2 separate regions of the Zea mays genome follow, and region 1 is linked to region 2. Evidence: chromatin contacts called from public Hi-C data. All regions are on one chromosome and are shown on one strand. Each heading gives the region's core, a stretch centred on a gene start, on an enhancer-like site or on the middle of the called end of the contact. The rest is flanking DNA. Distances are from core to core; before and after follow the strand shown. Region 1 holds the start of LOC100284561 (mitochondrion protein). Region 2 holds the start of LOC103629953.

Evidence for each region. A called contact is a pair of places that touch in the nucleus more often than the background predicts.
Region 1: a Hi-C map of tassel shows a contact between it and region 2, with 2.8 times the contacts expected there. The contact joins the promoter of LOC100284561 here to the promoter of LOC103629953 in region 2. A contact is called at or near these places in 2 of 25 Hi-C or Micro-C datasets (ear and tassel).

The regions. Positions count from the first base shown.
Region 1 is chr6:126,424,272-126,429,904 of Zm-B73-REFERENCE-NAM-5.0, reverse strand. It overlaps LOC100284561 (mitochondrion protein), which reads right to left and starts at 2,448. Exons shown (of 11, transcript NM_001157456.2): 1 at 2,302-2,448; 2 at 2,134-2,192; 3 at 1,841-1,925; 4 at 1,303-1,450; 5 at 1-57. The coding sequence starts at 2,396.
Region 2 is chr6:125,773,810-125,780,014 of Zm-B73-REFERENCE-NAM-5.0, reverse strand. It overlaps LOC103629953, which reads left to right and starts at 2,519. Exons shown (of 9, transcript XM_008651051.2): 1 at 2,519-2,701; 2 at 2,805-2,974; 3 at 3,062-3,124; 4 at 3,262-3,281; 5 at 3,401-3,445; 6 at 3,872-3,939; 7 at 4,530-4,669; 8 at 5,249-5,337; 9 at 5,429-5,851. The coding sequence starts at 2,617. The coding sequence ends at 5,546.

The sequences.
Region 1 (5,633 bases), core at 1,199-3,698, 650 kb before region 2:
AGTTCCAACGTCATCTCTGGTTGCCACAGCATGCCGATTTAGTGATGAGAGTGATACCTTTCAACATATCATGAGTGCCTTGTTAATGCTTACCTATTATAAATGCAAGATGTCACTTATAAAATTGTAATGTTCACCCACCCATTCGGTACAAGTACAACTGTAAAAAGCCACTTAGTATACTTTGCATGGTTACAAAATTGTCCTAGTTTTAATTAATAATGCAGAGGACCAACTAGATGATTCCATGATTCTCGATCTGATATGGTTAAGGATATGAAAATGAATCCACAATCCACCATATGACCATGCATCCCATTAAAATGAACCAAATATTTTTTTTAATGTGTTGACAATTCAATAAAAAACTAAAGAGTGTGAACTGCTTAAGTGGTTGTATGAACCATGTGGATTAATCAAAAGCAACTTTAGAGAAAGTTTGTTTAATTGTTTAGAAGAAAACTGGTTTTGCAGTTATTATTCTCTTCAGATAAGTTTAGAATACTTTGTTCAGATGGCACTTCAACCATTGAGGACATGAGATGAGAATCTGTTTTGAGTTAGACTGTACAACATATTCTAACTTCGTGTATTTTTGCTAGACAGTTTTGGTACAGCATCCTGCAACCTCTAGATTGGTCGACCTTGGTGCCTAGCAGTAGGTCCAGATCCTTTTAGATTGGTGGCGTAAATCCTCGAAGAAAGTCCAGAAACAGCAGAAGAAAGGTCTGAATTCTCTGATCATTCTAGGAACTTAGGTCCTGTAGAAGCATCGTAATGCTTGTGTCTTTGATTGAGCTGCCCCTTCCATTCAAATTGTTGTGCAGGAGGTCAAGAATGAGATCCCTTTATGGCAACTAGCTGGGTCTAAAGGGCTGACTGCCCTGAACCTAGGCAGATTGTTGGTCTAGCTGGATTTCTAGTAGGGTCTGGTCCTCCCTGCCTGTAAGATGTAATTTTTATTTTTAAGTTTCTACATCCCTCACTATAATCCAAGATGAGAAGATGTTTTCTTATTGTTTCTTTTATTTCTCTTATTATACAGATACACAACTCTCTTGCATGTTCGAGGAAAAAAATATATGATTGGCATAGAATATGAATCTTAGTCAAAAAGAAGTTTTTTTTCTCAGTGCTAGTTAAATCCTTCAAAACCGAACAAGATTTTTTGTTGCTAGACCATGAGCTATGTTTAGCTAGACACATTTCTAACTACGTAGAGAACAAAAAGAAAATCTAAGCACATCCAAGTTTTCATAACTATACAATGTATCCAACTCTGAAACACAATGAAATCCACACCTGATCAAAATCCACAAGAAGCAACCTGCCAACACCAGATCTCAGGAGCATTGATGCTGCATGACTGCCAACCCCTCCAAGACCAATAACCACAACATAGGATTCAGTCACTTTCTTCTGAGAGTCCATGCCAAAAAATTGTATATTCCTACATTACAATAGTAACAGATTTTGGTAATCAGAAACACAGCATGAAAACAGAAATATCCTGAGCATATTCGGCTCAAGGTACTCAGCGCATTAGAGAATGTGGCAAACGTTTAGTTTGTAGTGAAAATCAAGAACTTAACTGCTAATAGTAAGCTATGCATTCCACTTTGTACACAGGAATATAGAATCAAATGGTGAAAAGCATAATTGATTGATAGCAGCAACAAGTAGCATATGAAGCAACAAAATGTGGAATTATCTGGTTGCAGAGTGTAAGTATGAAACGGCAACTAACTAGGTCAATCAAACAGACAGCAATAGACGGTTTATAGCTAGGGACTCTCTCCGTAGAGAACTTCACTAAGGAAAGAAACCAATGAGTGCAAACCTTGTAAGCTGTTCAGAGACCACTTCATCAGAGAGAAGAGCCGAGCTACCAAGAGAGCCCAGGTGCTTGCTGGACCGAGTGTTCCCTGATTGAAGAAGCAAACAGTTGAAGATACCAGAACTTTGGAATGCACAACCAAAGATCGGCAACAACCAGCGATTTCCACAACAGAAACACAAGGCATGTATTAAATTGCAAATTTGCGGTCATTTTCCCAAGACGACAGGATCCACACACAATTATCGATCCTACTGCTTAACTCACAACAGGAGGCAACTGCACTGCACGCGTACCAGTCGTCATTCCATTGGACTCCAGCAGGTCCCGCGCGTACCTCTCTCTCCGCTTGGATCTGCGACATCGAAAAACGAAGCAAAGCGTCAGCAGAACGCTCTGTGGCGTCCAGGTCCAGGCCCAGCTTGGGCGTGGGGGACAGGGCAGGAAGAAGTTGGGCCGGTTACCTCGAGAGAAGATCGATGACAGCGGCGGCAGAGAGCGCGCCGACGGCGGCGCCGGCGCCTGCTGCGAGGAGCCATTCCTTCGCCCGCTCCCCCATCTCCGGCTGCCGCTGCCGCTAAAACCCTTGGAAGTTGGAACGAATCGGCTCGAACAAACTTGTTGAGAGGCTGTCGGCGCGGCCCCGGCCCGCAACAATCTTGCTGACTCTGACTACCCTCGTAGAGAGTCGGACATGGGCTGGTGGTGAGCTGATGGGCCTCGTCAAGAAGTTGAGTATGGGCTCTATGTAACTATGCATCTCGGCCTTGGCACCATGACTAGAGTACCAGTACACAGCTGAGCCTGAGCGTCTACGCCTAGCTGGTTAAGTTAATCCATGCCTGCCTGAATGCACGTTGAGGTAATTAATTAAAGAAATAAAGCAAACTGGACAGAGAGATTATTGTTTCCTGAATCTACTACGTACGCACTATTAATTAATCAGTTGAACAGGCATCTCAATCGCGACCGTCCGCCATCAGTACGTGGAGCTAATGGTGCTGCTAGCCAGGCCAGCATGCATGGCGCACGCACGCTTTTGCCGACGTGGCGCCACTAGCGAAGTGGTTAATTAGGCTGGAGGCCACAACAAACAGCAATGTGTTTGTGCTTAATTGGGTATATATATTTCGTCTCCAATATAATTAAACCGGCCGGGCACCTAAAAGCCGAGCAGCTAGCGTTTCTGAAAAATATGCCACATCTCGCGCTTTATAGAACACGAGGCTGCTGAATAGTAGTACGTGCAGATGCATGGTGAGAACAATAGGATGGGACAAGACAGTCATATGCACGGCGGTGGTGGAGCTAGCTGCACTGGCCGGCCGGGAACCGCTCGCTAATGGGATTCCAGCTCCCAGGTTGTACTGCTTGCTTCGCTTTTATTTATTTTCTAATTAGCCATGTTTTTTCTTCCTCTTCCTCTTTTTTTTCCTTACTTAGGCTTGATTTGGTTTGATTCCGGGTGATTATAGGTGTGGCTCTAATCCAAATCGTTGAGTGGGTAAAAAGCTCTGGTTTCATTCTGGAATAATCTGGTTTTATTACGGAATAGATCTATCCGAACAACTATTTTAGATTGGTTCTGATTTAAATCCAGATCAAATAATTCCGGGTGGAACAGGCCATGTTCTATGTCGTTCCTGCGAAGCCGAACGAGGCCTTAGAGCATCTTCAAAAGACTCTTTATTTTTTACTCTCTATTTGAGTTTTTATTTGTCTCTCCATAAATATTAAACTCTATATATAACATCTCATTCCAACAAACTCTCCAAAATATAATTTAGCTTGATTAGCGAGAGTTGCTAGACAAATTTGGCTAGTGATGGAGTTAATTTAGAGAGTCAGATAGCTTAGCAAGTTAAATGGCTACTCTGTTGGAGAGCTATTATGCTATTAATTAGCTAAAATTTAGCTTGACAAGCTATTTAGCTAGTCTCTTGGAGATGCTCTTATTACTTAAAAGATAGCTAGATAGTCGTCCATGCATGTTCGAGTTCTTAATTCCCACTTCAAATCCGGGCGCCGATCGATGTTCTCGAAACAAATTTGGATGACTCCTGCTAGGTCTTGGACTCGGACCACCCACCCACTAGCAGTTTGTAGCACCCGCTGGGCAAGCGCTTTTAATTTGTCAATCAATGTTGCTTTAGAGGATGTTTGTTTGAGATTATAATATATTCGGGTTATATAATCCAATAGATTTTGAACTAACATAGATCCGTCAAGTGCTTCAATGCAATGCAAGCGGCGGCCAGCGGGAAGGGAGAGGCCTAGTTTCTGAACTTTCTCAGAGCTGCATGTATGCAGCCATTTCCGGACGACCAGAGTTGGCATCAAACTGGACATCCGATCCTCCGTAGCAAATTGACCCGTCATCTATGCCCACTAGCTAGCTTGCACAGTTTCATCATCGTGTTTGAAGACTAACTATGCGATGCGAAAGTTAGTATAGTTATTTTACGCCAAAAATTAATCAGGAACCAAATATATATATATATATATATATATATATATATATATATATATATATATATATATATATATATATATATATATATAAGCATTTAGCTGTCACAGAATATTCAGTGGCGAAACAAAAAGTGGCCAAAAGGAGTTCCCATTCGATGTTTAAATTTCAGGTACAAAAAGTGGCCAAAAGCTGAACGATATGCATGCGTCCTGAAAGGATTCCTGCTCTTCAAGCACATGCACATATATATGTAATTCATATTCCTGTCTAAAGGTGGCCTGAATTTGTTATACCTGACCCATTATTGTTGTTCTTTTCCCTTTAAATAAATTTCGTCCAAAAGTAAAAAAAAAACAGAAAGTGGTGGATATATATATAGTCCAAAAAGGCACGTACGATACTCTGTCTGGTCTCAGCACTAACTCAACCATGTTCTGTCCATTTTGGCCAGTGCCGTACTGTCGATCATATTTAATTAGTCACTTGGAGACGTGAGCCGATGGCACTTGTGAATTGTGATCAACCAGCTCCAAGGAAAATAGAGTCCAGCAGGTAGCCGACGATGACACATGATATATACAGGACGACGATGGCCATGCATGTTCAATATCCGAATTTTCTCGATTCGGTGTATACAAGATATGATGCGACAAGTTAAAGTTGATGTAACGACGCGGGTTACTCACGGATAGCACAGTGACTTTTGCATTGTGTTGTTAGCTACTCCCTCCGTTTCTTTTTATTTGTCGCTGGATAGTGTAAAATTGCACTAACCAGCGACAAATAAAAAGAAACGGAGGGAGTACTTATATTTTGCAAAATCATATAATATAGCCATCATCAGCGCCGGGAAAAAAATGTATCGGTATATAGTCTTTCTTTTATTCTAAATTGTAAGATGTATTAGTTTTTCTTTATGATATATCGTCTTTCTTTTATTCTAAATTATAAGATGTATTAGTTTCTGTATGATATATAGTATTTCTTTTATTCTAAATTATAACAAACCCATAAAGGCATAAACTATTCTTAAGAAGGCACATAGACACTCACCATCAATTTTTGAAAGATCATGAAGCCAAATAATAATGAGATTACACGGCCGCCTGAAACTGGCATGCATGCATGTATGGGCGAGTGCCTGCAAGCTCATCGTCATCATCTAGCCTAGCCAAGCGTCGGCTTACTCCATCGCCTGGAGTTTTCTATACCCACCTGCATTGTGGCACGGCGTCGTCAAGGTCAGCATCAGCACCGCGCAAGTTGGCCTCCGATCCGTGCCGCCACACCGTGGAGCTGGGAGCTGCTGCGCTCCTATCTATC
Region 2 (6,205 bases), core at 1,270-3,769:
TGTCCACCCGTTTGGATATATATTAGTGCCGCTGACAATAAGACATGGCATAGATATCTGATCACCATGACACCACTGTTTTAATTCGTGTCGGCTTCCATTGTTTATATATTGTTTTTGTCTATATAAATTGCAGTCGCTGCAGCAGTTCAAACACATAGCTGGAAAAAAGTAATTAATCATATAAGTACGCCAACGCCGACAGGTTTTTGATTTCTTTTTCCAAATTGATTAAAACGAGAAGAGAGGAACGTTTTCATGGGAGTCGACGCTGACTCCCATGAAAGCGCTGTTCCACCTCCATCCACGGCAGCCTGGCTGGCGTCTGGCGCCACCTTCCACGAACCGAGAAGCGTCGGTCGGCGGCCCGTACTAATGACAATAAATATATTATGTTTTTCTTTTTCGCAAAAAAACGTATTAGGTTTAAAGTAAAAAAACTAGAAAAATATTAAAGTATTTTGCAGCAAAAAATACATAGAGACCAAAGTACTGTACTTATTCTACTCCAACGGTACTTGCTAGTTTAAACCGTAACTATGTAGGTGTGCTATCTTTCTTTGATCGTTCGCCGGTGCTTGGCGGTAGATGAGCAGGTGACTGTGAGTGACAGGTGAGCAATAGCTTTCTCCGACCAGAAGCGTCAGTGCGAGTCAGGCGCCGCCGACTTCCTTCCTGTTTTGTTTGCCTCGTGACACGCACGTACGACTCCCTTCCTGTCCATTAGCTACCGATGATTCGGGCGTGTTTGGTTTACGGTAGATTTTAAGAATCTGATTTTAAGAATATATTATGGATCCAAACAGAGTTTATTCTGTGCCTTAGATTCTGCGCTCATAGAAACAAAATCTGTAGAATCAAGCCATAGTTGGGTTTTCTTGGGTAACGTGAACATGCAGATTTTAAAAATCTGCGGAAACCAAACGCGGCCGAAGATTCATCACGGGATAGATGGTGGTGGGTATGAAAGTCTTCGCCAAGAGTGGCCGGTAGTTTGTTGTATAAAATACTATTTTATATTATATATGATGTTGTTTATAGATTGGAGATTAGATATATAGCTCGAGGACCGGCTAAACCTTCGTGCCGTTTTTATCTTCTTCTTCTCCTCATTGTTTATATTCTCACCAAAACGTTCACCACTTTATGCTAGATTATGATTTTCTTCTATCGATGAAAAAATCATTGCTCTTGGAAATATCTTTTTCCGTACATGTAAATTGCATCATGATTTTTTTATTTCACATATTGTATAATTCAAAATATTAATGAGCTTATAGCTCCTAAAAACTATATATATATACACATATATATATATATATATATATATATATATATATATATATATATTCAAATTGTACAAACTACAAACCTCGACTACACCTAAATTTATCGCATTTATGCTAGTTGCATCCCATGTTTTAAAATAGGTTAGGACACTGTTTTGAATATTTTACATTTTTTCTATTTTTTTATATTATCTTATAGCTAAATCTAATATTTGGAAGCTTCTAAACATATTTTCACAATCTCTAAATGTGCGTTGCGTTCACGATGTTTCACATCATAGTTTTATCATGAGGGACATCAAGACATTTTAGGTAACATTTGGTTCTAAAGTATGGTGGAGACGGAGTCGCCCCGCTCCCAATTTATTTTTGTTTAGATCGATTCTCTGAAGGGCGGAGTGAACCTAAAAATAGGAAAATTACGCTCAGATATAAGACTATTTGGCTCCCCAAAATCTCTCGGACAAAAACCGCTCCCTGAGACATAGTTGTTCCATCCTATGTGGCTCCGTAACCGAACACTATCTTAATACTCTCTTCGTTCCAAATGAAAAGTAGCTTTGGCTTTTTTTTATAGACACATAACTTTTATAGCATATTTATACATAGCAATCGTAGTTTTATTATGAGAAGCATTACAACATTTAATACTCTTTTTAGTTCTAAATTGGAAATAGTTTTGGTTTTCCAAGTTACATATTTTTTATAACATATTTGTACATAGTATATATTTATGTGTATAAAACACGACATACTAAAATGTCAGAGCGGTTTACAATTTGAAATATAGGTGTAAGTGTTTAGATTTTTTTTCTTCCAATTTTTAGATATTTTTATATTTGTATGAAACCATCTATGAATTTGTTTCTAACCGGGAATGCGTAACTTATAAATCATTTTAAGATCTGAAGATGGACAATTTATATCTAAATTTATGTAGAGTTTGAGGATAAAATCTAGACTCGGTGGTTATTTAGAGGCAAAAACCGCTCAAAGGAAGACTCGGTTTGGGCCGAAGCTCAAAATTATCCTCGCTCGCCTACCTCTCAAACTGTTACTGGGTTGCAGGTCGAAGGGGCCTCCCTGTCGTATATTTTTACAGCCCGTGTTGGGCTGCCAAATGTCTTCATTCGTCCTGAGGGTCATGCATGTCGAAGACTTGAGGCCCATCTAAACTGTTTAAAACCCCTCTGAAGCGTCAATTGTCCGAGAGCCCATTCCTTCTTCGACCATCTCTGATCTCCTCTCCCGGCGGGAAAAGAAAAAACAAACCTCCCTTCTGAGCTGAGCCTCTCCAGAAGCTCCAGAAGAGCCTTCCACGGAGCCGATGGCTGCAGCGGCGTCAGGCGGCGACACCCCGAAGCAGCTCCTCTCCATCATCCGCGACTTCGCCTACGAGAAATCGCACGGCGGTAAGCACCCAACTTCTCCCGCGCCGAGCGCGGAGGCACTAGGTTTTTCGCGCGTCTGCGGTTGATCGGACGCTCCGCCGTCTCCCGCTTGGCGTGCGCGCAGAGCGCAGGGTGTCCGACCTCAGGCGGCGCCTCGCTGATGCGCGCGCCGCGGCAGACGTGGCCGCGGCGGAGCTCGACGCCGCGAAGCGCGCGCGGGAGGCTGCGGAGCAGGAGTTTCGCGGGAGCCAAGTGCAAGACGCGATCGCCGCCGACTCCATCCTTGCGCTAGAGGTTTCTCCTCGTCTCGCCTTTAAATTGACGAATTGTCACGCTTGCTATGCCCAATTTTCGTGACCCGAACTACTTTGGTGCGTTTAGGCGACGATCTCGTGTCTCCATGAGGAGATCTCGAAGGCCAGCACTGATCTGGACGCGCTCAAAGTTAGAGCATCATAATTCGCAGCGAATTTATTTGGGTCCTTTGTTACTTTAGTATTAAATTAACTTATTCTCATTCTGGTTTGTGGTTCGAATTGGAATGGATCGGCTGTTGGTGCTTGACGAATTTGCTCCAAAAGAGCAAGGAAGACAGTGAGAGGTGAGTAATATGAACTATCTAATGCCTTGTTGCTCTACAAAATATCCCATATGTATTGTCCTGTACTAAATATTGTTTCTCTCTGCTGGTCATGGTTATACTTTCCCTCACTGCTGCAGAGAAGACTTCATTAGCAAGATGTATGAGATGAACGCAAAGATAAGGTATGAAATGACTTCTTTTGTTGTTTGATGCAATCATAAAACAAACTATAACTGATGTTGCATCTATGTTTTTCGGCTTTGCCTATAGTGGTGTTGGCAGAATGGCAGTAACTACCTCTGTATAATAAGGATATGATGTATTGTTTGGATATTCTCAAAATACTTGAGACAAGGGAGCACAGTGGTGAAATTTTTTATATGGGACGTGTATCAGAGGTGTTCGCAAGAGTCATGACATTGCACTAAGAGGGCACTTTAAGATTCTTATTACATTCTGCTTTTACTTTTTAAATTTTTCATCAATTTAGATTTGCTTGCTGGCTAAAACTTGTTTTGTAAGTTTCAATTTTGTTACTATCATGCTATCTATCGAAAGGTAATACTGTCTTGTTCATTATCTAGAGAAATAATATTCATCTTCTGCAGGCAATTTCAACAGATGGTATCTCTAGAATTAGCAGAGTACAATCATTGTGAGCTGCCATCTACAGATGGTATGTAATGAAAATCAGAATGGAACATATCAATTTCTGTTCCTGAATGGTGGAAGGGGTTCCATTTAATATATGTTTCTCTAGTCATTTCTTGTTTATTGCTTCTTCATAGGTTTTCTTTCCTTTTTACCCATAAATTTGCGATATTAAATTATGTTATGTTGTTGAAGCTGATTCTGTCTGTTATGATTTGGAGTTTTTGTGCATTGCCAGGTGACAGCTGATAATTGTTCATTTATTACCAAATGCAAATTCTGTCTGTTATGATAATTGTTCATTTATTACCATAACAGAGAGGAACTTCAAGATAGCCCAGTTTGGTGTTGTCTTTGTACTTATGAATATAATTTGTGTTGTTAAACTTTGTAAGTCCTTTTTTGTCTGTGTCCATTTCTCATCTTGTTTCTGAAGTGTCTTTCATAGTTAGCCTAAACATCCTTTGACCTCTCTGGTAGTCAAATGTACTGAAGCTCGATATGTTGAGTGATAGTGCTAGTTTCGTTTCCTTATTTTGGACAATTCGCAATTTAACATATGGATCAAATTGTGCACTTCGTTCCTTTACACTATCTGAGATGTCCCCTTTGTAGGTGAACATGTCAAAGACAAGAGTAAAACCGTGGACTCGGAAGGCATTTCGGAAGAGTTGTCAGATAAGGTGAGCAACATTGAAGCTGAGGTGCAGCTCTTGGAAGAAGAGTATAAAAAGGATCTGCTTTATCATGATAAGGTTTGTTCTCCCCAAGCATTGCATTATATTTATCTTCACAATACTATAAGCATGGAACTTCCAACATATTTTCAATTTTCTGTTCGTGAGACCACCCTGATGAAAAACTGTGGCTGTGAATTACGGGATATTTGAACGACGGCTGACATGTTCTGCATTTAATAAGTTTATACAGTATATGCGACCATTAAAGTGCCAAATGCATATTAAGCTGCTGTAGTTCATGAATCAGGAAAGCGAGAAACATGATAATGGCAAGTGCGATGCATACTGATTGTTACTGAATGGTTAATGCATCTGAAGGCAAATGTATTAACTGTGGAGCAGTACATGTGTTTGCCAAAGGCTGTTCATCAATCAGCATTACAAACACTAGTAGGCGATGCAGTGTCAAGGGTCATGGCTGGCGTGCAGGCAGAGGATTTGTGGTTTGAACTGTGGCGTAATCTATTTTTAATAATCCATACTAACCATCAGTTATCTCCCTCATTGGTTAGGAAAGGTTCGGTGATTAAGGACATTTTGTCCTGCCAGGCGCCAGTTTAACAAAAACCAAGGATTTTGGTGCTTTGTTCGCAGGTCCGTCAGGAGCTGGCCGAAGTCCAAGCAAAGAGAGCTCTTATGGAGGCTGTTATGGAAGAGACAAAGCAGTTGCAGGAGCTCGGCGAATATCCTGAACATACAGAGCTGTCTGTTCCTATGCATTTCTAGTCGCATATTCCCCATGCTTTCGGCGAAGCTTTCTTTGACCTCGAACACGCGGGCAGCTGAACTGGAGAAGGTGCACGCTTCACTTGCAGTGGAGCTGCAGCGTCGGTACGTATGCCCCGGCTGCGGAGTCAATAACATGCCTGGGCTGGAGGAGGCCGCGAACTAGAGGAGGCGTCAGATGATGTGCAGTGCATACACAATTTGGTCAGATGTTTGACGTGGGGCGGATAGGTGAACTTGTTAATGAGGCATTTGATCATACTCCTAGTCAGTAGAAGCCTTAGACGAGCTTGTCATACACATCGGCGAGATGTGGGTTCCTGTCTGGAGTTGAGCTATAAAAAGTTTGAGGAATTACTGGTCCTGTCTGAACCTATATTTCCTATTCATATAATGGTTGCTATCTTAGGCTATTTCCAGTGAGTGCACAGTGTCAAATACATTTAGGCTCTGTTTGTTTGGTTTGAGAAATGAGTTAGTCAATCATCTTATCACTCCTTATTTTTTTGTTTGGTTTATGAAATGGAATGAGTTGATCCATTACCACCTCATTTTTCATAGTTAATTAGTTAGTACTAATATGAGTATTGGAGTCATTCTACCAAATTTGAGGATTGGACCCATGATGCACCTACCTCATTTTGGATGGAATGATTCCTCAAACCAAACACCCCCTTAGTCACTAAACTAAACTTTAGTGACTAAAGTTTAGTCGCTAAAGTACTCAGTTTGGTTCCAGTGACTAAACCAGACTAAAGAGCATTAATTGCTGTGAATAATTACTGCATTACCCCTATTAATTAGTGGATGTTTGCTGCAAGAAAA